Regions from separate parts of the Drosophila melanogaster genome. Here region 2 is linked to region 1. The links are chromatin contacts, called in public Hi-C maps. All regions are on one chromosome and are shown on one strand. The core of a region is the stretch at or near the end of the contact, and the rest is flanking DNA. Distances in the headings are between cores, read along the strand shown.

Evidence for each region. Hi-C and Micro-C count contacts between places; a contact is called where the count stands out from the background.
Region 2: a Hi-C map of the Kc167 cell line shows a contact between it and region 1, with 3 times the contacts expected there. A contact is called at or near these places in 17 of 107 Hi-C or Micro-C datasets (the D17-c3 cell line, the Kc167 cell line, the ML-DmBG3-c2 cell line and 6 more) and 1 of 7 datasets of targeted methods (the Kc167 cell line).

What each region holds. Positions count from the first base shown.
Region 1 is chr3L:13,041,618-13,047,753 of dm6, forward strand. Syx13 (Syntaxin 13) reads left to right here and starts at 2,817. Exons shown (of 3, transcript NM_079330.3): 1 at 2,817-2,948; 2 at 3,301-3,978; 3 at 4,600-5,277. The coding sequence starts at 3,303. The coding sequence ends at 4,778. RpS4 (Ribosomal protein S4) reads left to right here and starts at 139. Exons shown (of 6, transcript NM_001300126.1): 1 at 139-220; 2 at 365-397; 3 at 493-751; 4 at 825-922; 5 at 1,549-1,720; 6 at 1,957-2,617. The coding sequence starts at 395. The coding sequence ends at 2,210. snoRNA:Psi28S-3327c (a small nucleolar RNA gene) reads left to right here and starts at 1,754; the gene lies at 1,754-1,893. It overlaps CG11279, which reads left to right and starts at 5,360. Exons shown (of 2, transcript NM_001300127.1): 1 at 5,360-5,554; 2 at 5,618-6,136. The coding sequence starts at 5,464. The coding sequence ends at 5,835. It also overlaps snoRNA:Psi28S-3327a and snoRNA:Psi28S-3327b.
Region 2 is chr3L:13,387,400-13,393,535 of dm6, forward strand. It overlaps Poc1 (Proteome of centrioles 1), which reads right to left and starts at 2,607. Exons shown (of 2, transcript NM_140383.2): 1 at 1,595-2,607; 2 at 900-1,527. The coding sequence starts at 2,473. The coding sequence ends at 1,231. It overlaps CG10171, which reads right to left and starts at 508. Exons shown (of 3, transcript NM_168542.3): 1 at 267-508; 2 at 1-211. The coding sequence starts at 375.

The DNA of each region.
Region 1 (6,136 bases), core at 1,567-4,066:
CTTTATTTATATTCTCATTTAAGCATTAAATCGCGTCACAGCTGACAAAAGCTAATTGATACAGGGGCTGAGGAATACCCCCGATAATAAGGCATCCTCGCAAAAGTAACCCTGCGCGGTAACCGCAATCCAGTATTTAGTTATTCGACGCCAACTGCCCGCTGGCCACACCGCCCGCAAATCTGCCTTTTCCTTTTCCTGTTGTATTGCCCGACGGACGGTATGTGTATTTTTTGCAGCTAGCCACGTGCTAAGTTTTGTCAATGGAAGGCCCGGCATTGGGGATTTGCTGGCCACGGATGCGGCACTGGCAGTGGCGAGCGAATGCTGGCACAAAACTAACGTTTGATTGTTCTATTTGCAGTGATCGCCCGTTCAATATAGTGAATCAAACATGGTGAGTATCTGTTGGTGGTGGAGATATGGTCACGATTGTTTGTCTTTGCCTTTGGAATACCTGACTAACGGCTAAAACCCACTTACACTTTGCAGGCTCGTGGCCCCAAGAAGCATTTGAAGCGTTTAGCCGCCCCCAAGGCATGGATGTTGGACAAGCTGGGAGGCGTCTTCGCCCCGCGTCCCTCGACCGGTCCACACAAGCTCCGTGAGTCGCTGCCCCTGCTGATCTTCTTGAGAAACCGCTTGAAGTACGCCCTCAATGGCGCCGAGGTCACCAAGATCGTCATGCAGCGCCTGGTTAAGGTCGATGGAAAGGTCCGCACCGACCCCACCTATCCCGCTGGCTACATGGGTGAGTTGTGTGCTCGGCAAGAGTGTGCTTCAAATGTGCTCCATACTAATGGGCTCCATTGCCCGTTTTTTAGATGTCATCACCCTCGAGAAGACCGGTGAGTTCTTCCGTCTGGTCTACGACGTGAAGGGACGCTTCGTCATCCACCGCATCTCCGCCGAGGAGGCCAAGGTGAGTTATCTAGTCTGTGCTTCCAGAGGTTCCCGCTTTCCAACCATGGAGTTAAAATCTAAAATTATTAACTGAGGTTTCATCCTCAACTAGGAATTCTTTTCATGCAAGAGCACTTGAATTAGATTCATCTAACTTCATCTTTAAAACATAAATAGTTCACCTATTTTGGAATACAAAATCAATCTTTATGCTAATTACCGAAAGTAATTAACTTAAATATCGAAAGGGCTTTGTCGAAGACCGTTTTGCGTGTAGAATAGTGCGCCGATTGGTTCAAAACGAAGCCCAAAGCAATTTTTGATACGACGGTCTCTGATTCGACAAATCCCAGTTGATTCAGTAACTTTTACGTGCAATTACAAAAGAAACCAAGGAGTATAAAGCATTATATTGTAATTCTGTGGGCTACGTCGAAGACCGATTTCCGCTTGTTGCCATGTGTCTATTGGTTCAAATCGAAGCCCAAAGCAATTTTTGATACGACGGTCTCTGATTCGGCATTCCACAGTCGTCTGAGTAACTTTTACGTGCAATTACAATGCAATTAAATGAAAGTGGTAGTGCAATTGTGTAGAAATAAAACGTCTTAAAATTAACCCACATTTTCTTTGCTTCTTTTGCAGTACAAGTTGTGCAAGGTCAAGAAGACCCAGCTGGGAGCCAAGGGAGTTCCTTTCCTGGTTACACACGACGGTCGCACCATCCGCTACCCGGATCCCCTGATCCACGCCAACGATTCCGTGCAGGTGGACATTGCCTCTGGCAAGATCACCGACTACATTAAGTTCGATTCTGGTAAGCATCCGCTATCGTAGATCATCGTGTTCATTGGCTGGTTCGAAGACCACAAAACGCTCCTCGAAAGTTGCGTGGTTCAAAAACAATAAGCCAAAAGCAATTTTTGTCACGACGGTCTCTGATGCGGCATTCCAAAGTCGCTTCAGTAACTTTTACGTGCAATGACAGTCGCCCAATATTATTAACCAAGTCGTATGATTCCAACTAACTGGTATATTTCTCCGTCTCCACAGGCAACCTCTGCATGATCACCGGAGGCAGGAATTTGGGACGTGTCGGCACCGTTGTCAACCGTGAGCGTCATCCCGGTTCCTTCGACATTGTGCACATTAAGGACTCGCAAGGTCATGTGTTCGCCACCCGTTTGACCAACGTGTTCATCATTGGCAAGGGCAACAAGCCCTACATCTCCCTGCCTAAGGGCAAGGGTGTCAAGCTGAGCATTGCGGAGGAGCGCGACAAGCGTCTGGCCGCCAAGACCCACTAAGGCGCAGGAGTTTAAGGACTTTTACCTTTTAGCATAACACTCTGTACGTTTAGCTACGGAATTACAAGCCGAGAACGTAACACATGTGTTTTCTTTTGCAATGGAAGTGGTTGATCTATTTGTTGGCCAAGAGTTTAAAGAATCAGATGTTTGCTTTGAAATGTGTAAAAAAAAAAACATGGGACATGTGTGACGTGACTTAAAGCTATTCAAACGTGACTTTATAGGAACTTTAAAATCAATTCACAATGCCTTAGAACTGGACGTAAAGTAAAACTACCCTCAAAATTGACATTTCAGAGCTTGAAAGACTAGTTTTATCTATGACACGAATTCAAAAGTTGCGTTTGTTAAGTAAATATTTCAAAAGCAGATTTTAATGAGGACTTAAATTTCAATTTATGATGATGATTGTGTTATTCTTGTTTACGTCTTCATCTCACTTATTTCATTCATATCATAAAAAAAGGGCAATAGATTATTGAAAAAAGGAATTCATTTATTTTACGGGGGGGGGGGGGGTGAGTTTTAACCCCTCTGTGGTGCGTGGGGGCTGGAGTTGGCGCCCAAATAATCGATAACCCGCCCCCAGCATCGATAGAACGGCCGCTGCGAAAGCTCCGGTCACACTGCTCAGTGGGCTGCTGCTTCTGCTGCAGAGAATTATCATTGTATTTCGTGTGGTGAAAGGCTTTGTGCGCGAACATTGTGCGTCCCCGGATCAGAACTCGCTTCGAAGTAAGTACCCGACCATCCCGGTGGCGCATTCCGCCGCTGGGCGGAAGCCCTAGCAGAGCCCCCGCCCCCAAAAGCAAATCATATGCGAAGAAGAAAACACGAAAATGCTGGCCACCCATACAACGATGCGCTGCACACACCGATGCACACCGACACATACGCACACGGGCGAACATCATATGTTGATAAGTTGGCGACAACAACAACAACAGCAGCAGCAAGAACAACAAGAACAACAATGCATGTGAATCATTTGTAGGGATTTGTCTGTTTGCTCGCGAGTGGTATTAAATGTCGGCCTATTTAGCAAGACCCCTGCTTTGAACTCACAGCGATACATATGCACTTACAGATATGTCCAAGGCCTTGAACAATCCCGGTGGCAACGGAGGAGGCGGTGGCCCCCATCGGGACTATGGTGCGATGGCCGATTCAACGCCCGAAGTGAGCTTTGCGGCAGCCGGCGGTTCGTCCGGCTTCAGTCCGACGGAATTCATGTCTCTTAGTGAGGACATTGGCCACAACATCACTGCCATCCACAGCAGCACCAAGCAGTTGGAGAAGCAGCTGAAACTGATTGGCACATCCAAGGAGCAGCCAAATCTGCGGGAGAAGGTGCACACCATCAACACCAAGTGCAATGCCCGGGTGCAGACCACCAGTCAGGACTTGCAGAGGCTACAGGCCGTTGTGCGGCACGGAGATCGCCAGCAGAAGCTGCAGCTGGAGAAGCTCACCCGGGAGTTCCATGGCGTGGTGGAGAAGTACTCCAATCTGCAGCGACGCATCTCATCGGCCATGCGGCAGACCCTGCAGCAGGCGCAGCAATTTGCCGATCAGGTGGTGGAGACCAACGCCCGTGCTGAGCTGCTGCAGCAACAGCGCTTGGAGCAGGCCCATCTCCAGCAGGAGCACGACATGCTCGACGATCGGCGGCGGCAGGTCGAGCAAATAGAGTCGGACATCATCGATGTCAACCAGATCATGACCCAGCTGAGTGGACTGGTGCACGATCAGGGGCAGCAGATGGGTGAGTAATCTCCATCCAAGTGGGGCTCAACGACCGCAAATCGAGAAACCACAAGCCGTAATTAGGGCTCTCACTTTACGACCCAAATGCACGCAGTTCCACATATTTAATAGCGTCCAAATGGAGAAATCCATTGGTAAAACAAAATATTCAGAGCTTATCAGTTGCTTAAAGGTTGCATAGCAAATCTCTCAAATGAGTTGATAAGTAAACATGTGCAAGAAATTATGAATCATTGACTTTGCTTCAATAACAATGCACATTTCGAAATTGATTGGAATTATCAACAACGACTTAGACGTTTTAATTTTCCATATCTTTTATGAAAACCCGTGTCATTTGGCAAGTAATGTGTGCATACGCTTATCATATCGTTTAATTTAACTTCCTGTTTATTTGAACAGTAATCAATTATTTCGGGTCTTACAAAAATAAGAAGAAACTGATAAGAGCAAGCAAATATTATAAAATATTTACTGACTGCTATTACAGGTTTAAATATCCAAAATTTTTCACTCCTTATTAGTAATAGTTTTGAAAATTTCTAGGTGCTTGCTTGATGGAAGGTTTTTGTACTTGTTTTTGATTACACTTTCTAAGCAAATCTCAATTTCTTTCCAGATTTCATCGAGAACAGTATTGAGCAGACGGCCGCCAACGTTGAGGATGGCACCTCGGAACTGGCCAAGGCGGCCAGGAGTCGCCAGAGCTACCGGCGCAAGATCTTGATACTCCTGGTGATCGCTGTGATAATAGGTTTAATCGTAACTGGCGTTATCGTTGCCAAACTGAACAGTTAATTGTTTTATTTTTACGCCCATATTCAACAAACACACGCAAACATACACAACCCACACACACACACACGCATAGATTTTTGTAAAACGATTTTTATAAGAAACAAAATATTCGATCGTTGAGAACTCTGTTTAATCACCAAGTGAGCAAAGACAACAAGAATGTAGAGGAAAAGCTAAAGCAAAAAATAAAAACAAATACCATATTTATAATTATACATATATATCTACATATATATACATAAGTAAATAAGGATACTGAATCCCACTTAACTTGCATATAAACAATATTCAGCGCTTTTAAATGTTAATTATTTCTTGTTAAAAACGATTATCGCGAGCAATCTGAGTTTTGCATTGAAATTTGTAAAATTTTTGTGTTTAGTTTCGAGAAAGCGGAAGGCGGATTGCTGAAGCCGTCTGCGGCTTTAGTATTCCCTTTTGATATATGTTACAAGTTATATATAAGTGAGCCAGCAATCGAAAATAAAATAAACCGAACAAACCAATTTGAGTGATTTGAAAAGCGCGCCAAGTGGCTCAAAGAGGATGCAATAGGTTGGCAGTCCGCTTAAATTGATAGGACGTAATCGATAGACTTATCGGTGTGGGGCAAAACCAAAACAACGTGCTGCACAGCAAAACATTTATATTTCGTTTTCTTGATAAAAATTTGTCATTTGTAAAGATGCCACAGGGAAAATTCAAGAAGGCCAAGCTACCAGCAGCGATACAGAAAAAGAAGAACCAAAAGCAAGCTGCTTTCACCCGTCGATCAAGTGATTACCCACATGCTTAACAATCTTCTCCAAATTCTATGTTTTTGTTTTATTAATTTACAGATGCGCCAATTCAGGCGAAAAAGGCCAAGTTCAATGAGACGCAGAAGATCAAGTCCGTTATTTCGAAGTCGGTCAACAAGAGCGTGGAGAGCGAACTGCGCTCCCGCGCCCACGAGGGCTACATCCAGTTGAGCAAGGCCCAGGAGGCGGTGGCCAAGCACCACGCCTCCCAGGCGAAGGCGGCTGCGGCGGCCAGTACCGCCAAGTCCGCGGAATAGCTTACTCTAGGCATAAGTACTCTGTTGATAACCAAATGACCTGCATATTGTATAGTAAAACATTTCTAAAACTATTTCCTTTGTTATAGCATCGATTGGAACCCAAAGGAAACGAATTCTCCTCTTAAGATTGCCAAAAGGATTAACAAATCCGCCTAATATCAGAGCATATGAGCTTTAAAGCGTTGTTAGTATCTGCAATCTCTCAACAGTCTACTAAATTAAGAAAGTTACTTAAATTTTGTAGTTCTCGCTGAGTTTTAGGATTGCATTTCTATTGATGGTCAGGTGAACCTAATAT
Region 2 (6,136 bases), core at 1,357-3,856, 350 kb after region 1:
GTGGCCCGCGATGAGCTGAAGAAGAACACCACCAAGCTGGCGAAGAACGGATGGCTGGCGATGGAGAGAATGAAGGCCACCAGAATGCCCAGCGCAGCTCCAGATCGGTTGACGCTCCTCCGGCGCAGAGCCACAGTCATCAGGGCCAAGGGCGCCAGTGTGGAGAAGAGCCAGCGCACCGGCGGAATCACCCGGGACTCTGTCGGATAACCTTTTGGCATTAGTTGACCCCAGGTAACGTTCGCACTGGAATCCATATAGCTCACCCTCAAAGTCACTGCTCCAGAACTTGGACAGCGCCACATTGCCCAGCCACATGAACAGCGAGATCGGCACGGACAGTCCGCAGAAGAGCACTGGCATCCAGTCACGCATCTTGACGTTTTATGGGCGCTGTTTATCGCCACTTTCTCCGGCGGGTTTTGTTTATTTATATGAGCCAGTGATGCCGTTGACTAGTGTTTGAAAATACCAAATGTTAATGTGTCAAATGTATGGCAACCTGGCTTTTAGTTCAACGAAGACTCAACCCATTCCGTTTTTAAATGAAGATTCAATTTTAAATAAATTATTTTGAAAAATAATTTTGTTTCTATGTAAAAATTGTTTATTACTTTTATTCTTATATATATTATAAATTCGAGTGTGCTCTCAGTATTTAAAATCTTGTTTAGGCATTTAAATGAATTCAAAATATCCAAATAAAGTTAATTTGAACACGATTGTTATTAAATAAACATATTTAGAGAGTAAGATCTTTACCATTTTCTTTTTAGGGGTATGAGCCATCGGAACCCCTTTGAATATTTTATAAAAATAAATATATTTAAACGAAAAAGGGTATTTACAGCAATCATTTTAATTTTAAATTGCAAAATAAAATTCATAGTGATGGATCTAAAATTGTTCAATTGCTTTTTATAAAATGCGTCATACAGTGGAGCAGATATATTTAATAATTTCACAATTTAATTATCAAGGATCGCTATTAATTATGATTGGTACATTAATTTTAACTACGTTTAATTGTATTTTAGGGAGCTTAGAAGGCTATAAAGAGTATATGCCCTCCAATCGTCGCACACGCTCATCGATCGAGTCCAATAGTTTGCTGATCTCGTCCAGCCGCGCGGAACAGGAGCACAAGTCCGACCCAGATTCGATGGACACATCCAGTACCTGCGGAATGTTCGGCTGGTTATGTGCGGCAAAGGCTACTGAACGTGTTGGTTAAAAGAAGCGCGGACTGGAGCTATGCTGTTTGAAGTCCATGCCGTGACCGAGCACCTTCTCCGGCTGCGTCGAATGTTTACTGTCGAGCACCTGAAAGTTTTCTTCCGAGAGCTGATAGGCCAGCGATTGGCGCGGATCAATGCGGATACTAAGGTCATTGGACTTGGATGTCGAACTGCCTTCGCTCTGTTTGGAGGAAACGCCACTGCTTTCGCAACTGGAGGAAGCCAGCGCAGACTTGGCTTCAAACTGCGAAGCATCATAGGTGTGTAGGTTCGACTGCCAGACCAGGAGCTGCAAGCGAAACAGAAATCAAGGAGTAAAATTATCTTCATACCTTTATTAAGAAACAGAAACTCACCTGGCGATCACTGCCACCGGTAGCAAATTTGTCGCCATCGCGACTGAATGCCACCGCATTCACCGCATCAGTGTGGCCCGTCAAAGTGTAGATGGGTCTTCCCTCCAGCAGGTCTAGGATGCGGATGGTGCGGTCGTCACTTCCGGAGAGCAGGAAGTGTCCGCTGGGATGAAAGGCCACATCGTTGACCGGCGCCGAGTGCACCACGTAAAGCTGCAACAGCTGGCTGCCGGAAACGTCAAAGATTTTGATGCGGTTACAGCCGAGGGCGACGGCCAACATATTGCCCCACGGATGCCAGGCCAGTTGCCGTGGAGCGGCTCGTTCCTCGGTGAAGGTGCGCACGCACTCGCCGCTGTCCACATCGTAGATCCTCACCGACTTGTCATCGCTGGCGGTGGCCACCAGTTTGCCATTGGGACTGAACTTGGCGCTGCGCACCCAGTTGTTTTGCTGTGCAAACGAAGACACAAACTGCCGCCTGGCAACGCGCCATATCTTCGCCGACTTGTCATCGGAGGCGGTGAGCATCAAGTGACCGGTGGAGTCGAAGTCTACGCTGCGCACCGCCTTGCTGTGGGCCACAAACTCCCCGGAAACGCCACGCAACTTGGGCTCCCAGATCTTTACGGTGCGATCGTGTCCGGCGGAGGCCACCAGGTTGCCCTTTGGCGACCAGGCCACACCGTTCACCGGCGCCGAGTGCGACGCAAAGCGAATGCAGCGGGCCGCCTGGTTGAGATTCCACAGGATCACCGTTGAGTCCGTGGACGAGGTGGCGATCTGGGCGCCATCGGGACCAAAGCGCAGCTGTGTGATGCCGCCCGAGTGGCCAGTGAAGTGGCGCTCCAGTGCCGGATCCCTGAACAGTCCTTGCATCTTGTCTTTAATTTAGACTTGTGATGGGAATTTTTGACAAATCAGTATTGCTTTGACGCTGAAGTTTAAATGAGAAAATTGCGTCGTCGATTTTTGGACGCGTTATTTGAAATGATCGGTTATCGGAATTTGAATCGCGTAGGCCCAGTGTAACCGTATTTCGATTACTGAGATATACCAAGTTGCCCGATAAATATACTGAATGACAGATGTTAAAGCGCCATCTATTGATGAAGATATACTTCATTACAGAGTAAGTTAACAGCGCCCTGACATTAAATTGGCGCCAAAGTTTTTGCATTTAAATAAACATTTATTAGAAATTATTAGAATTTATTTTAAGACTTCAAACTTCGTTTTAAAATATTAAATTTTTTAAAAGTGTTTCTAGGAATAGATGGTTTGGCTTACTATTTAAATAATCTTAAGATATGGCTTGATTTAAGCAGACTAAATCTTTAAAACTTTTAAACTAAACTTTAAAACTTTTTTCAAGCATCTATTTTTGTATTTCTATATGTACTTTATTTCTATGCATATTTCTAATGCATAGAAACCATAGAAAAATAATGTATGTCTTGATTTTTGCGCATGTCTGGTTGTTATACTATAACATAATCAAACCAAAAATCATGTATAAATCTATGTTGTCATTTTCAAACAGTGATTTCTGCAACAGGTTGCTGATGGGAACTCATCACTTCTAGGCGATCCTCGAACATATGTCTCCTGTGGGGAACAGCAGATGTATTAGACCTGAGTGGTCCCTACCTGTGCTGTCATTATCCTTTCTCCTGACCGTCGAACTCTGGGCTAGTTCATTCAACTTCAACCTGCTGCCGTTCAGTAAACTTCTCTAATGATCCTCCGCTGGGTTTTGGCCAAGTTCAATGGCTCCTTTCTGCAGCTACTGCTGCTGCTGCTATCTCTATCGGCTAATTATGCGTTCGCCAGCATGTCGGGCAATGGACCCCGGTACAGGTCTAAAAACTGACATCAAATTAAACAACGAAATGTGACAGGAGTGCAACTGTGAAAGTGCAACGGCCAAAGGAGCGGACTACAAACGAAACCACCGACCCAATCGAGAACTGCGAACTGGGCTCGAACTTTGAGAAATTAGTGTGACAAGCACACGATTTCCACCTGTAGCATGCTACTCGTAACTCGTAACTGTTCTTTGCCAAAATGCAGTTAGGACCGATACACATGTTGCAACCCCTGGCCATGTTTTTATTCCCGCAGATCGCATAGACAAAAGGTCGTTGTCGTGTGTCCCTTCCCTGAGGGGAGCCACTCCACTCCAGTCCACTCCACTCCAATCCACTCCAATCGAACTCTGGCGAGGGTTCAACAAACTGCTTTTTATCAACAAACTGTTGCACTTTCAAATAAACTAAGCTAATGTGCCAGGGGGGAAAAGTCGCCAGAACCTCAAGACCAGCCAAAATCCTTGGCCAAATAATGAAGAAGGTGCCGGTATCTTTAGGTTCGAATGTATACTCTTCTCCAGATGATATTGGTTTATTTTTCATAAGTTCATAAAGTCATTAGATTACATATAAATATTTAATTTACCTATGTTGATCTTAATATATGCTCTTCAATTTTTTAATGCATATATATGTATCAGCTACCAAGACATTAAATACATATGCCAACAATATTACTGCAAATTTTGCCAAATAGCACATGTAACCCTTTGGCAGAGTAATCTAAAAGCCGCTCGGCAAAAGTCCTGGATGCGTGGCATGTGGCTTGTGCCACAAACGAGCCGCATGATCGAACTGGGCCTAAGAACCGGGATCGGAATCGGGATCGGGAATCGGTACTTGGGAAACAGCCCGACCCCAGAGGCACCAATCAAACAGCGGACCCTCGTGCCAGCTCTGCTCGAAGCCCTCGGCTTGGCTCGTGTCATCTGTTGAATTATAAAATATGGCAAGGAATTAATTTGGCCAGCCCCTGCTGTCCTGGCCGCCAGAATCTGGCACAGCAGCAGCAGCAGCAGAAGGACCAAAGCGGCAGCAGGATAACGATCCTCGCCGATCCGAATCATCTACCGCTATGTGCAATGCTCTGTTTTGCTCTGCTCTGCTCTTATCTGCCGAGCACCTGTCGCCCTGAATCCGAGTATGAACTCAAAACCCAAACGCTTGCTCAAACTCGAATTCGAATCCCTGTGATCTGGAAAACAAAACGAAAGGTGCGCTTCAATTCTTATAATGACTCGGCTGGCTCGCGTTTTCAACCTGCTGATCCTGTGATCCTCAATTCCTCAGTTCCCTGGGTCCTCCTCATCCCTAAATGTTGCATCTTTGGCCGCAATTTGTTGGCCATTGTGTGTCTACCTCCGTCGGCGACCGCCTCAAAATCTGTCTATAATCTGTGTCTTTTTCGGGCTCAGAGTCGAAAACACCTTGAGATGTCGATGTCTCCCGCCCCTGTCCCTTTGACTTTGCACCTTTACCATCGAAATCCGTTCTCAATTTCGTGTTTAGATTTTGTCGTTTTAATTGCTGGGGCTTTACCTTTTGTTTGGGTATTGAATTAACCATTTTTGTTGTGGCCCTTGTGTTCGCAACCCTTTGTTAAGCCCAGCGGATTGGTCATTCTCCTTGCCTTCTTCTTGCCAATTAAGCTCTGCGAATAGATTTCACAATTCGCAGTGTCGTCCAGGGGTTGATTTGCATATTTGACTTGGATTTGTCCTCTGCACTCAAATCGAAACAGCTTAAGATTTTCCAGGGGAAATGCGGGGTTGAAGACTAATCTGCAACCTGCAGACTTTAGTCGCTGACACGGCACTCTGTTGGCTTCCGATTTGGCCAGCGAACTTGGCCAGACTGCAGCAGTATTCGTTCTCTTGGCCAAGTCTAGTTAGCTGGTCACTGGTCAATGAAATCTCTACCTGGAGTAAGGAAATTGAGTTCTACGGCTTTTAAGGACTGATAATGTTCTTCTCTTATCGATATTAATCTTGAATGGTATTAAGACACATTTATATTTGTGTTAAATCTCTCAAAATGTCATTTTGTTAGCTTAACTACTTATCGCCTTTATTTAAGCCAAGTGAATTAACTAGCTTTATCATTTTGTTGAGTCCTGATAGTACGGCGGCTTAGGTGGAGGGAAATATAAAATTGAATTTTAAATTTCTTCGTTATATACCAGACCTAGACATCACATCCTTCCCCTACTCCAACTAAAACTAAACAAAATATGACTACCGTAAAGACATCCAAATGACTTTACGACTCAATGGATTTTTAACATTTTTACGACAGCATATGCAACCGTCACCTGTCCTTGCGAGTCCATTAAAAACGAATAAAACCAATCCATAACACCCCGAATTCAGGATTTGATTCGTCTAACAATCACTTTCGAGCAGCACACTCAGGCAGGTGACAATGCTCAATCAAACAAAAGTGAAGCAATCATAACTTATCAGCTTCAAAGGGAAAATCGTGGAAGGGAACACAGTCGAAGACGAAGAACGAGCCGGCGGCCTGTTGAAATTGGGTCACTTTTGGCCATGCCAACGAGCCGACAAGTCGATCGTTGTAATATCGATCGAGCGTGACAGGTGCAGCGGCGCACTTACGACTGTTGTTGCACCTTCGCTTGTGGATTTTAAGCGACAGCTTGTGGCTCAAAAGG